2 separate regions of the Mus musculus genome follow, and region 2 is linked to region 1. The links are chromatin contacts, called in public targeted proximity ligation maps. All regions are on one chromosome and are shown on one strand. The core of a region is the stretch at or near the end of the contact, and the rest is flanking DNA. Distances in the headings are between cores, read along the strand shown.

What was found.
Region 2: a targeted proximity ligation map of pancreatic cancer cells shows a contact between it and region 1. A contact is called at or near these places in 2 of 130 datasets of targeted methods (microglia and pancreatic cancer cells).

Annotation. Positions count from the first base shown.
Region 1 is chr15:59,104,409-59,110,437 of GRCm38.p6, forward strand. No RefSeq gene overlaps it. Among named protein-coding and RNA genes, the nearest start is that of Mtss1, 25 kb to the left of the region's middle.
Region 2 is chr15:59,518,661-59,524,226 of GRCm38.p6, forward strand. All of the region lies in intron 4 of Nsmce2 (NSE2/MMS21 homolog, SMC5-SMC6 complex SUMO ligase), which reads left to right. Among named protein-coding and RNA genes, the nearest start is that of Gm36677, 97 kb to the right of the region's middle.

The DNA.
Region 1 (6,029 bases), core at 478-2,977:
TGGGGATTTTGACTGCTATCATTCTAAAGTGGGGTGGAATACGAAGTAGGAAATGCAATTGTTCAGGAACAGGCTAAGAAAAGAGGAAAGGAAGGAAGTGTTAAGGCTGAAGAGAGGAAGGTCTGCTCTCCTAGAGCAGTGGCTGGGCATCCGCCCAAAGCCCAGGTGGCCATTCTGTTGCATCATGGCTCTGGTTGGCAGCATGTGTAGGCAGAGAGAAGTTTCTAGAAGTGTAACTCAAGCTTCTATTTTGTAGCAGGCCATCGTCCACTATTTATCTCAGTTTCAAGAATTTGGGGAAGTATTTCTCTTTATCCCATGCCCTAGTTTGCTATCTATTGCTATGATAAAACATCACGACTAAAAGCAACTTCTGGAGCAAAGGATTTATTTGGCTTCCATGTTCCAGGTCCCAGTTCATCACTGATGGAAATCACAGCTGGAATTCACAGGGCAGGAACCTGGAGACAGGAACTGAGGCAGAGACTAAATGCTTACCGGCCTGCTCACAGTGGCTTTAATCTGATTTGAAAGAAAACAAAAACAAAAACAAAAACAAAAACCCAGGGTTACCCACTTGGGTTGGAACTGCCCACAGCAGATTGGGCCCTCTCTTATTCATCATCAGTGAAGAAAATGTCCCCACCGGCTTTGCCGATCTGGTGGAGAATTTTTCTCAACTGAAGTTTCCTTTCCCTAGATGGACCAGGAATTGTGTCAAGTTGATAAAAACAACAACAACCACAAGAGTTAATCAGGACACCCCAGAGAAGGAACCATCAGTTGATGTCTTTCTTTCTTTCTTTCTTTCTTTCTTTCTTTCTTTCTTTCTTTCTTTCTTTCTTTCTTTCTTTCTTTCTTTCTCTCTCTCTCTCTCTCTCTCTCTCTCTCTCTCTCTTCTTCTTCTTATTATTATTATTATTATTATTGTTGTTGTTATTATTTTACTTAGAAGGATGGTGAGTGACTTAAAAGCAGATCCACTGAAGCTCACAAAGGTGATTCAATGAGTCCTTGAATCCCAAGGACTCGTTGCATAACTTTGGCAAGCTTGAGTCCCAAGATCACATAGAGTTGAGCGGGAGCAGGAAAGATAGAGCGACTGAAATCTTAGGTGGGAAACAGGGCCCTTTCCCCTACTCCTTCTAAAGGGAGTGTTAACGGTCCTGATGTTGTGTGGGTTTCGCACATGGAATCACAGCCTCTCCATTTTCAAGATTACAAGCGTGTTAGCCCAGACAACAGTGTTCTACAACAGTGGCCCAGAGCGTGGTTACAGAAAGTTATTACTGGTTTATTATGTTCGTTGGAGAAACAACACTCCATGAATCCAGGTGACTTGGCCAATGGCATGCAACTAAGTGACATTCTTCAATTCCAAGTTTATTAGCCAGAGCTAAGCCTCTCAGTCTATTTCCCTCCAGGCTGAAAACGCAAGCAGACCAATGGCCAAAGCATTAGGGACTCCCTGCATTTCTTCATCTACTTCCTCTGAGGCTCTTGCTTATGGAATTCTCTCTGTTGCTGCCTCTTGGTGCCCAGTCACTAAAACCACTTTCAAATGACAATGTGGCACCCACCCTGGGAAGATGGAGTCTCTGTGACAGAAGACCTTGATGAGAGGGGATCCCCTGAGTCAGGAAGAGCAGACAATGGACGTGCTACAAGGAAGAAAGGGGACAGGCGACATGAGTCATCTTGCGTGCTTAACCACAAAGTGCCCGAGGAGGCCTCTGTGGTGTTTGTTTCCATGGCTCCCCACCCACCGGCAGTGTTCATTTCCTCAGGGGTAGTGTACACTCTAGGCATTCTTCTCAAACATTTGCCGAGTGTTTCCATGGCTGATGGACCGTTATGATGAGGCTCATCCACATAGAATAATGTAAACACACTCCCTGGGCAAGGACAAAATTTCACTTTTTTCTTACATCAAAGTCTATGGGTGGCCCTGTGGCAGACTCCTGTCGGGTCCATGGTGTAGCCAGGAATCTGGTTCCTGTGTTACCTTCTAGCCTATGTCTTGTTTCCCTGAAGTTCCCTTGTGGTTCAGGATGCCTACCAAAGGTTTGAATGAGAAATGTCCCCCCAAAAATCACAAATCTGAACACTTGGGTCTCCCATTGGTGGTGCTGTTTGGGAGAGGTTATAACATGTTTAGGACGTGGGTTCTTCACTGGGGGTGAAGTTGAGGTGTTGACAGTTGCAGTTGGCTGCAAAATAAGAGTCTGTTTCAAGCACACACACACACACACACACACAGACACACAGACACACACACACACACACACACACACACACACAGAGAGCAAAAAGTCAGGGTATTATGTGTTCATCCCACTAAATGTCACAGTCACCCATAAGTCTCCCTCAAAGATGGGCCCTCTGCTCTCTCCTAAACCCTGCTCTAATGAGGGGGTGGAGGGTACTGTCTCATGAGGCACCAGTGAGCTATCTGCTTCTGTCAGCAGCACCCGTATTCCTGAGGCCTTCAGCCCACGGAACCAGGATATGCAGTGGGTGGAGTGGAGTAGCAGGGCATGGAGGTCTAATCTCAAGCTTCATAATCAACAGATGACAGCAGGGGCTTTGGATGGACATTCCTGCCCACCCCTTCCTGTCTCACAGAATCCAGGTCGAATTGCATATCTTTGGCAAGCTTCATTTGTGCCCCTTAAAAAAAAAATGAGAAGAACATCAGCAGCCTGGCTAGGGGTTCTGGATCGCATCACCATTGTAGGCTGAGTGTCTATTTGCTGGGGACAGGGCCCTCCCTGTGCAGCACAGGGTGTTCAGCCTCTAAGGTGTCTACCTTGTAGCACCCACAGGTTTTGACAGCCTGAACTATCTCCAGACATTTTTTACATGTCCCTAGGTGAACTGAACCAATGAGCTAGTTAGTGGTAAGGACAAGGTGTGCGAGTTACATGATTGTTTAGTAGATGTAATAACTATTGTCCCACTCTTATTTATACTGTGAAAGCATCTATTCAAAGAAAGTGTAGCCTCCTTGAAGAGGAACAAGACCCTACAGGAACTATTTCTGACTCTAGTCTGGCAAAGGCAGCAAGGGAATTCTTTGTCACTATAAACAAGGTCTTCTGTGAACCCCACCTGTTGTGAAGGGTCGCAATGCTAGGAATGTCGGTTGGGACATTCTTAAGCAAGTTGTGTGTGTGTGTGTGGGGGGGAACATCTGTTGTTAGCTGCCCACTTCCTGTGACCTGATTTAGCTCTAGAAGGATTGCCTACCTTACTGCCAACCATGTGTTTTGCCTAACGCTGACCTCTGTGTTGGTGCTGGTGGTTAATCGCAAGAGTAAGATCCAATCACCTGGGGGAAGTCCTCCTGTCTGGTGACAGTGGCTAGTCAGGGAATGGCAACAGAGTATGAGCCAAAGCCTGCCTAGAAAACCCAAGGGTGTTTTCTCTGGTTAATGTAATAATGGAGTTGTTTGTCCCTCCAGACTTGAATGTGAGAAGTCATGAGATCTGGGCTGAGAGGTCAGATCTGAGACTAAGGCCCACATGTGATGGACCACAGAACTGAGCTGAGATAGAAACAGGATTTCTGATGGTTTCTCTGACCTTCAGCTATGGCTATGAAGCTCAACCTAGTTTCTGATAAATACCATTGTGTGCTTACACAGGGTGGGGAATGGGCTAGATTTTCTATTTTATGAAACCAGAGGATCTCACCCCAACCCCAAAAGCAAACTGTTCAGCTAGGTACAATGGAGCATGTCTGTAATCCCAACCCCGGGGAGGCAGAAACAGGAAGACCAAGAATCTGTAGCCATACCCAGCTCCACAGCTAACTTCCAGACCAACCAGGTCTACAGGAAACCCTGTCTCAAACAGATGCTCTACCATGTCTAGTTTTCTGTGGGTTGTGGGGACCAAACTCTGGTCCTCAGGTTGCAAAGCAAGTGCCTTACTCACTGAGCCGTCTCCTCAGCTTTCTTCATGTGCTTTCAGAAATAGATTTTGGAAACTGGTGGGATGAGTTGGTGTGTACTGCTCACAGCTTTACAGCCCGAGCCAGATCCTCAGGACCCACGTGGTTGAAAGAAACACCCAACTCCTCCAAGTTGTCCTCTGACCTGTGTTTGTACAAGGAGACGTGCAACTCCTACCCCTACTAAATAAACACTAAAAATGTTTTTAAAAAAACTAGGGGCTGGAGAGATGGTTCATCAGTCAGGAGTGCTGCTGCTCTTGCAGAGGAATCAGGATTCATTCCTATCATCCACATAGCGGCCCACAAAATCATCTGTAACCCTAGTTCCAGGGTATCTGAAGCCTCCAAGGCACTGCACACGTGTGGTGCATACATGAAGGCAAAACAAGCCATACATACAAAATTTTATATATATATATATATATATATAATATGATATTTGCATATATAAATATATAATTATATATAAATGTGTAGTTATATAATATATAAAAAATATATTTTCTATATTATATGTAATAACATATAATAACATACAATAACACATATTCTTACATATGTAATTTAACTTCTATAATATTATATTTTCATATAATAACATCTAATAACATTCTTATTCACATATAATATATAACATAACATAATTTTTATTATATAATATTATATGATATATATGGCATATTATTTATGTAATGATATAATAGTATGTATATTATATAGTATCTATAGACTTTAAAAATGAACTTTGGGTCATGAGATACTTTAGGCAACAGAGAACCCATTCCTAGATGGCTAAGGAGATAAAAGGAAGTCAGCAGCTGTTCTTGAGAACATCCCAAGGTCTCTTAGCCTGAAGGCTGGTCCTTGGCCCCACCTCTCTGTAGCTCTAGCTGCCACATTGTCCCCACTGCTTAAGTTCTGCCCTTAGGGTGGCTTTTCTGGTAGCCAAACCATGGCAAAGGTTCAGCCCTCAGGAACAGGTGGCACCCAGAGAAGATAGAAAGAAACTGGAGTGCTGGCCTTCACTGTGGTTAGGCCACATGGTCAGAGAAGAATCGCCCTGAAGCATAGCCAAATCCAGTGGCTGGAGGGGGGAAGTGGGGGTGAGAGCCAGAGCTCCAAGCTGGGACACAGAGGGGCGGGTGAATTGCAGCATGCTGGAAAGCTCCCTCACCACACACTGTAAAACAAAATAATATTAAATATTAAAAGATTTAAATATTACCAATTTATATATGTCACCTTCTAGTGACACCTTTTGCTTTCTTCCATTAGATAGCAGAGTTTCTTGTGTCTCCTTTAGGATTTTGCTTGTTTATTAGCAGCTGGGTGGCTGTTGTTGCAATAGCTTGTCTGGCGACCATTTTTATTCCTAGATAACTCGGGCAGGGAGCGAATCTTGGCACCTTTAATTTACACCACTATAGCCTTACGTTTACATTGTTTGTCTAATTGTTGTTTTGAGTGTGTCTAGAGAGTAGCTCAGGCTGGCCTTGAACTTGCCGTGTAGACAAGGATGACCTTGAGCTCTTCCCGCCTCCACCTGGAGAGCCTAGCCCTAGGGTTACAGTGGGCAAGTCCAGTTCTATTGCTTCAGTTCAATTCCATTTGTCTCCTCACAGAGGACAAAGGGAAGAGTTTCAGCCCTCAGGAGCAGGTGGCAGAATCTAAACTGTAATTTCCCTACTAGACCTGTCCTGGACAAAAGATTTACCTCCCCAAACCTCTGATTCCTCCTCCATAGGACGGGGTCCCAGGATTACCCACTAACGGAGAACACTGCCCTCCAAGTGTGGCAAACCATTACCACCCTAATCAGAACATCTGTGATTCCGTGCAGACCCTTTGGAATTGATGTTCCTTTGTAGAAGGAGGGCTGTGGCGGGCCATTAGGGCCTCACCTGAAGTTCCTGTCGTACTTTCCTAAGCCTCCCTCCCAGCTGCATATATAATTCTGCCCAAGCTATGCTTGCTTGCTTTTTCTTTCTTTCTTTCTTTCTTTCTTTCTTTCTTTCTTTCTTTCTTTCTTTCTTTCTTTCTTTCTTTCTTTCTTCCTTTCTTCCTTTCTTCC
Region 2 (5,566 bases), core at 526-3,025, 410 kb after region 1:
ATGATTACATCCCTAGAACTTTATATCTTCAAAGATCTCGAAGTAATTGATCCATATAACATCCCTGGGAGTTAGTAGGTGGGGATTCTTGCCCTTTTTTTTTTTTAAGTTGGGAAAAACCCAGAGATACTCAGTCACTTGCTCCAGGCAATATGGCCTTTACATCAACAGTCTGCTTTTAAATCTGTAGTTTTCTTTATCTAATCAAACTCAAACTAGAGCTTTATCACCCGTCTTAGCTTACTATACCACGTTTTCCATTTGACTTCCTTATAAATCTCAGTAGTAATCTTGTCGTGGGTGAGCAAGCTAGCAGATGACAAAGCCCTGCAGATGGTGGGGTGTTATTAGACGCGTTCTCACGACCGGCCAGGAAGAACACCACAGACCAGAATCTTCTGCGGCAAAGCTTTATTGCTTACATCTTCAGGAGCCAGAGTGCAAGAAGCAAGAGAGAGCGAGAAGCAAGAGAGCAAGAAGCAAGAGAGAGAGAAAAGCAAGAGAGAGAGAAAACGAAACCCCGTCCCTCTTAAGGAGCATTCTCCTTCGCCCCGGACGTGTCACTCCCTGATTGGCTGCAGCCCATCGGCCGAGTTGACGTCACGGGGAAGGCAGAGCACAAGTAGTCATAAGATACCCTTGGCACATGCGCAGATTATTTGTTTACCACTTAGAACACAGCTGTCGGCGCCATCTTGTAACGGCGAATGTGGGGGCGGCTCCCAACATCGGGGAAGGGACAGAGATTCAGCCACATCTCCATCCTAGTGTAGATATTCAAGGGGAGAGTGCTCATCTTCCAGTGAAGATGTGACATCATTTCAACTCACAGACCAGCTACTCACTTACCGCAGTCGCCTTTGATATTCTGAGGGGACTTTAGCACTTCATGCAGCAACCATAAGCAGTCATGGGAGTTGCCATAAATGTGTGTGCATGTGTATGTTTTTGTTTGTATATATGTAAATGCATATAAGAAGACTGTGCAGAGGAGTAGACAGAAAATCGGCTTTCGAGTAAACTCTTGGCTGAAATTCCTCCCAAGAAGGAATGAGTGACACTGGGCAGGAACTTCAGCTTCCAGCAGCCTGGGAAGGGTTAGATCTTGATATATCACAGCTACCCTGCGTGGAGTTTGACAAGTCCCTGCTTCATAGACAAAGAGTAATCATGCTGAAATGGCCATTGACTTTTCTGTTGAATGGCAGGCCCTGGTAAATTCAACTCTTGAAGTGTTACAGCCTATTAAAGAAGCTAGTGAGCATTTCAGTCCTGAGCCATGAAGGTACTGGTCCCACCCCTTACTCATGGACAGATATGGGAAGGTGATTCAGTAGGTCAGCTGTCAGTGTGTGCCTTCCAAAACATTATAGTCATGTTACAGTAAACTTTTTATATTTGTTGCGTCACAAAGATTTATTGAAGTGATAAAAGTTATTATGGAAAACAGTGTGCAGTAACTATGGCAACAGTTATTTGATCTCACAGTAATTAGCTGAGCATTTGGTTGCCCAATACTTTTCACAATGCCTTCCTGGTTAGTTCATTAAACAAAATTAGCTTTTGTTTGAACTGTCTTCCTACAGCGTCCTAAATTTGATTTTAGTTCAAAAGAATTAGAAAGTGTATTTTAAAACTACCTTTCCAACTTTTGGGTTGTAGCCATTATTTGAAGTCATAACTTTTTAATTTAATCCTCTATTTATGTACTACAGTGTGCTATGATTCATTGGTTCATCCTCTGAGTTTCAGTGTAGCAGAGTATCCTGAGAGATGAACAGTGTGGTTGAATGATCCTGTGGTAGCCCATGCCTGGATGCCAGCTTGTGTCCTTCCTATGTCTCCACTCAATTCTTGTGATACTGTGTTACTGTACCATGGGTGTCCCATGATCACATGAATTACTTTGTTAACAGTCTGTGTCTCCCCCTGGCACCTGGAGCTGGGCACTGCCTAGCTTTGCTGAGATTCGCTCACCTTGCTGCTCTTGCCGTGCTCCTAGGGACACAGGCTGTGCTCCTTCCTCTTTCTGCATGCAGGTGAGTCATGCAGATAGTGATGTCATCCTTGGAGGACTTCCTCTTGAGACGGGGGCCCTCAGACTTTCTGCCTTTCCTGTCCTCTGTCGCTCCACTTGCAGAGGTGAAGAGGGGCACACCCAAAGAAAATGTCGTGCATTCAAGATTTCAAATCAAAACTCATGAAATATGAAATGGAAAGAGGAGGATGTTCGGATGTTCCAGAATGAGTTAGTGTGACTTTTTTTTCTAATTCAGCAACTGGGGTTAGAAAGGTTGCTCCCCAGTTTAAGGGCACTTGCTGTCTTCCAGAGGACCTGAGTTGGGTTCCCAGCACACAGGTTGGACAGGCCACAGCTGCCAGTGACTCCAGCTCCAAGGGAATCCAACATCCCCGGCCTCATGCCTACACTTCAAAAGAGTAAAAATAAAACTTTAAGTTCAGTAAATGTTCCTTGTATTTCATTTTAATCCTTGTCAGCTCAGTTCCGTGATACACACACACACAACTAGCTTTTAAAAACTTTCCAAGTTTTTTATGATTTTTTTTTCCTCATTTAACTTCCAATTGCCTGCCAATTTTCAGTTGAGGAAAGTTTTTCTTACATAAAAACAGAGCCTTTCCAGTTCTGAGATTAAGACTATTGGTTTCTGTTTAGGATGACTCTATCTTAGGTCTCCATCCATAACCATTGGCAGAACTCTGTTAAGAGCTTACTTGTCCCTGTTCTTGCTGTTGAAGATTTTTAGGACGATTTGTCCAAAATGAAAGCAGTATTAATTCCCGTAGGTAGCCTCGGTGCCTGGCTCATCTTTTCTGCTGTCTTCCCCATCACTGTCTATATTCTGGATGCTTTGAGCATCATAACTGGTGTCAAGGACCCACATGCATTTCCCTCCCACACGCTCTTTCTCTCCCTAGAGTAACATCGTTTGGAAATTTGAACATCCTTTGATACAACCTTTACTGGATGGAACTTCTGTGAAATTTCTCTTGCTTTCCCTCGTATTATCACCTGCTCCCCCGTCATGCCCCGGCTGTCCTGTGCCTGATTCTTGGCCACGATTATCACCATATTACAGTTAAAGGTTAAAACACTGTTGCCTGTGGGCTGTGAACTCCAGGAAAGAGATACTACTCTCTGCTTCTCCCGAGTCGTCCATAGGCTGTGACCAGGTTATAGCCAAGCAGATCAGTGGGCTAGCCTCACCTCACGACCTCCTGACCCTCTGAATCCTAGTCATTTCTATTGTTCATTTTACTGTCCAAGATCTGCCACGGTAGGTGTTCACCCTCCTGGCTCTTCCAGTTTTGCATTCCTTTCCTGGGCCTCCAAAATGTTCTGTACATGGACCTCCAGTGCTCTCAGGAAGGAGGGAAGACAGGAGCTGTTATTTATTGGTTCTCTGCTGCTCATCTCGGTGATTCAGCCCAACCTACACTGCATACTTGGCCCATTTACTAGAGCAGTCACCAGCACTCTGTGCTCCTTTGATCACCTCACCTCCCACTGTGCCATCGGTCCAGCCAGCCCCTGTCTTTTGTCCTGCTCCAGTGCTCCAGGACTCTTAACTGAAACACAAGCTCTTCCAGATTGAGCCTTCTACAGACTGGCTGCTCAGACAAAGATCACCTAATCTGCCCAGCTCCCAACCCTGTGAGCTGCCATTGCCAGGCATGGCTTCATTATAGTCTTCCAGGGAGCCCTTACCAGCGGAGCAAAACTAAACTCGTTCAGATCTTCTCTTCTGCCATACTGTTGCTGAGCCCGTTTCCTGTTCCCTGGCGGCCTTCCATGAGTCCCTCTGATGGCAAGTCCCCTTCTCGCTTGCTTCTGCAGAGCAAAGGACTGGTTGTTTTGAGGCCCTACTTCTTGCTTTACTTTTGGTCACACTGCATCTTCTGCCCACTCCGCTGTCCTCCTATCTCTGGCTACAGAATATCACTTAGATAAGAGCACACAACGATGTTTCATGTATTTTCCCTGATGATGTACACAGTGCCTGGTACAGTGTCTGCCATGGTGGAAAGCCCACGAACATTTGAACAGAGAAGAAGCCAAAAGACAAAGGAGAGTAGATTGGACCCTGCTGCTGTTCTATGTGCATGTACGCATTTCCTTTTTAAGGTTTCATTGTGTATATTCATCAGCGTCTATTTTCTTCTCATCCCTAGAAGCCCAGTGAAGTTAGTGCTGTCATCCCTGATACGTATGTGCAGAGAAAACTCATAGAAGTCACTCTGCTTGTAGGGGGAAGAACTTCCTGTCTTTCACAAGCCTGCTCGATGCCGTCACTTCTGAAAAGCCTTAGTATGCCCCTAGCCTTCCATGGCACTGTTCACTCATGGGCGTCTCTACAGAAATGACATTGTGCGTGGCTCCTGTGCCAGGTGCATTACGCCCTCCTCCTTGCCACTGCTTACATGAGGGCTTCTGGTATGTGGGGTCTTTGACAGTTTTCACTTTCTGTCTCACACTCCATATGCCAGTCTTAGCTCTATAACCTCAGACAAGTTATGAGTTCCTCAGGTGGGTGGAAGTGTTTCTTCTTTTATGTGACCCTTGTTGGACATACATAAGGGATTGTTGCGTAGTGACCATTTCCCGTCTGCTGAGTTGGAGGCTCTGGGACATGAGTCTGGTAACGTCTTCATCACTAGGCTGTTCTTCAGATCTCACTTGCATCTTTCTGTTGTTCCCTGCAGAGGGCCTCCCCTTCTCCAGTAGCCTGTCTGCCTCTTCCAGTCAAGCACTGGTAGTCCTTAGATATGACGAATATGGTGACTAACTGAGAAGCCTCTTTGTAAAGACCTCAAAAGCAATCACAGGTTTAAATGTGTGTTTGCAGATAAATACATACATATGTTTGCATATAAACAAAGATTTTGTCATCTTCTTTAAGTGCTTAACTCGCATGTGCTTACTAAGACATCTCTGCAGACTGTAAATTAAAAGAATAGCCAGCCACCGAGAGTTCCAAGACCAAGAGTTCCAAGACAAAAAATCCGCAAAAATTCTTTGAAAAATTTTTGGCTAGAAAATTATTTTAATTGACTTTTTAGTACAACTTTTGATGTTAAATATAATGTCAGTGGCAGAGAATCTAAAATAATAAGCATACTTGGGATCTTTAAAAATCCATTGTCAGTGTCCACCATGTGCAGATTTTAGTTGATTATAGTGAAATGACTGGCGGGGAGAAAGAAAGGTGTTCTAGTAAGTACTCATAAGGAATTCCAGAAGCTTCTGGGAGCTAGGACCACTGGTTCTGGAGGCACTGCACCATCTTTGGGTTCTCCAGTGGCATGGAGGGCTGCTTCTGAGCAGGCCTGGCCCTCCTCTCAGGTTTGCTTCTCAGCTTTCCCTGGTTCCTTTGGAGGAGAGGAAGTGTGTGTGTGTGTGTGGGGGGGGGGGGGGGTCTGGAGAAGCCTGAGGGCAGAACCCATGGGTTGCTGAAGTGAGCGAGCCCTGTGGTTGCCATGCCAAGGCCTGGCTGGTGCTGGCTCAAGCTCCGTGTTTGCTTTGTGGGAGCATGCCGGAACTGAC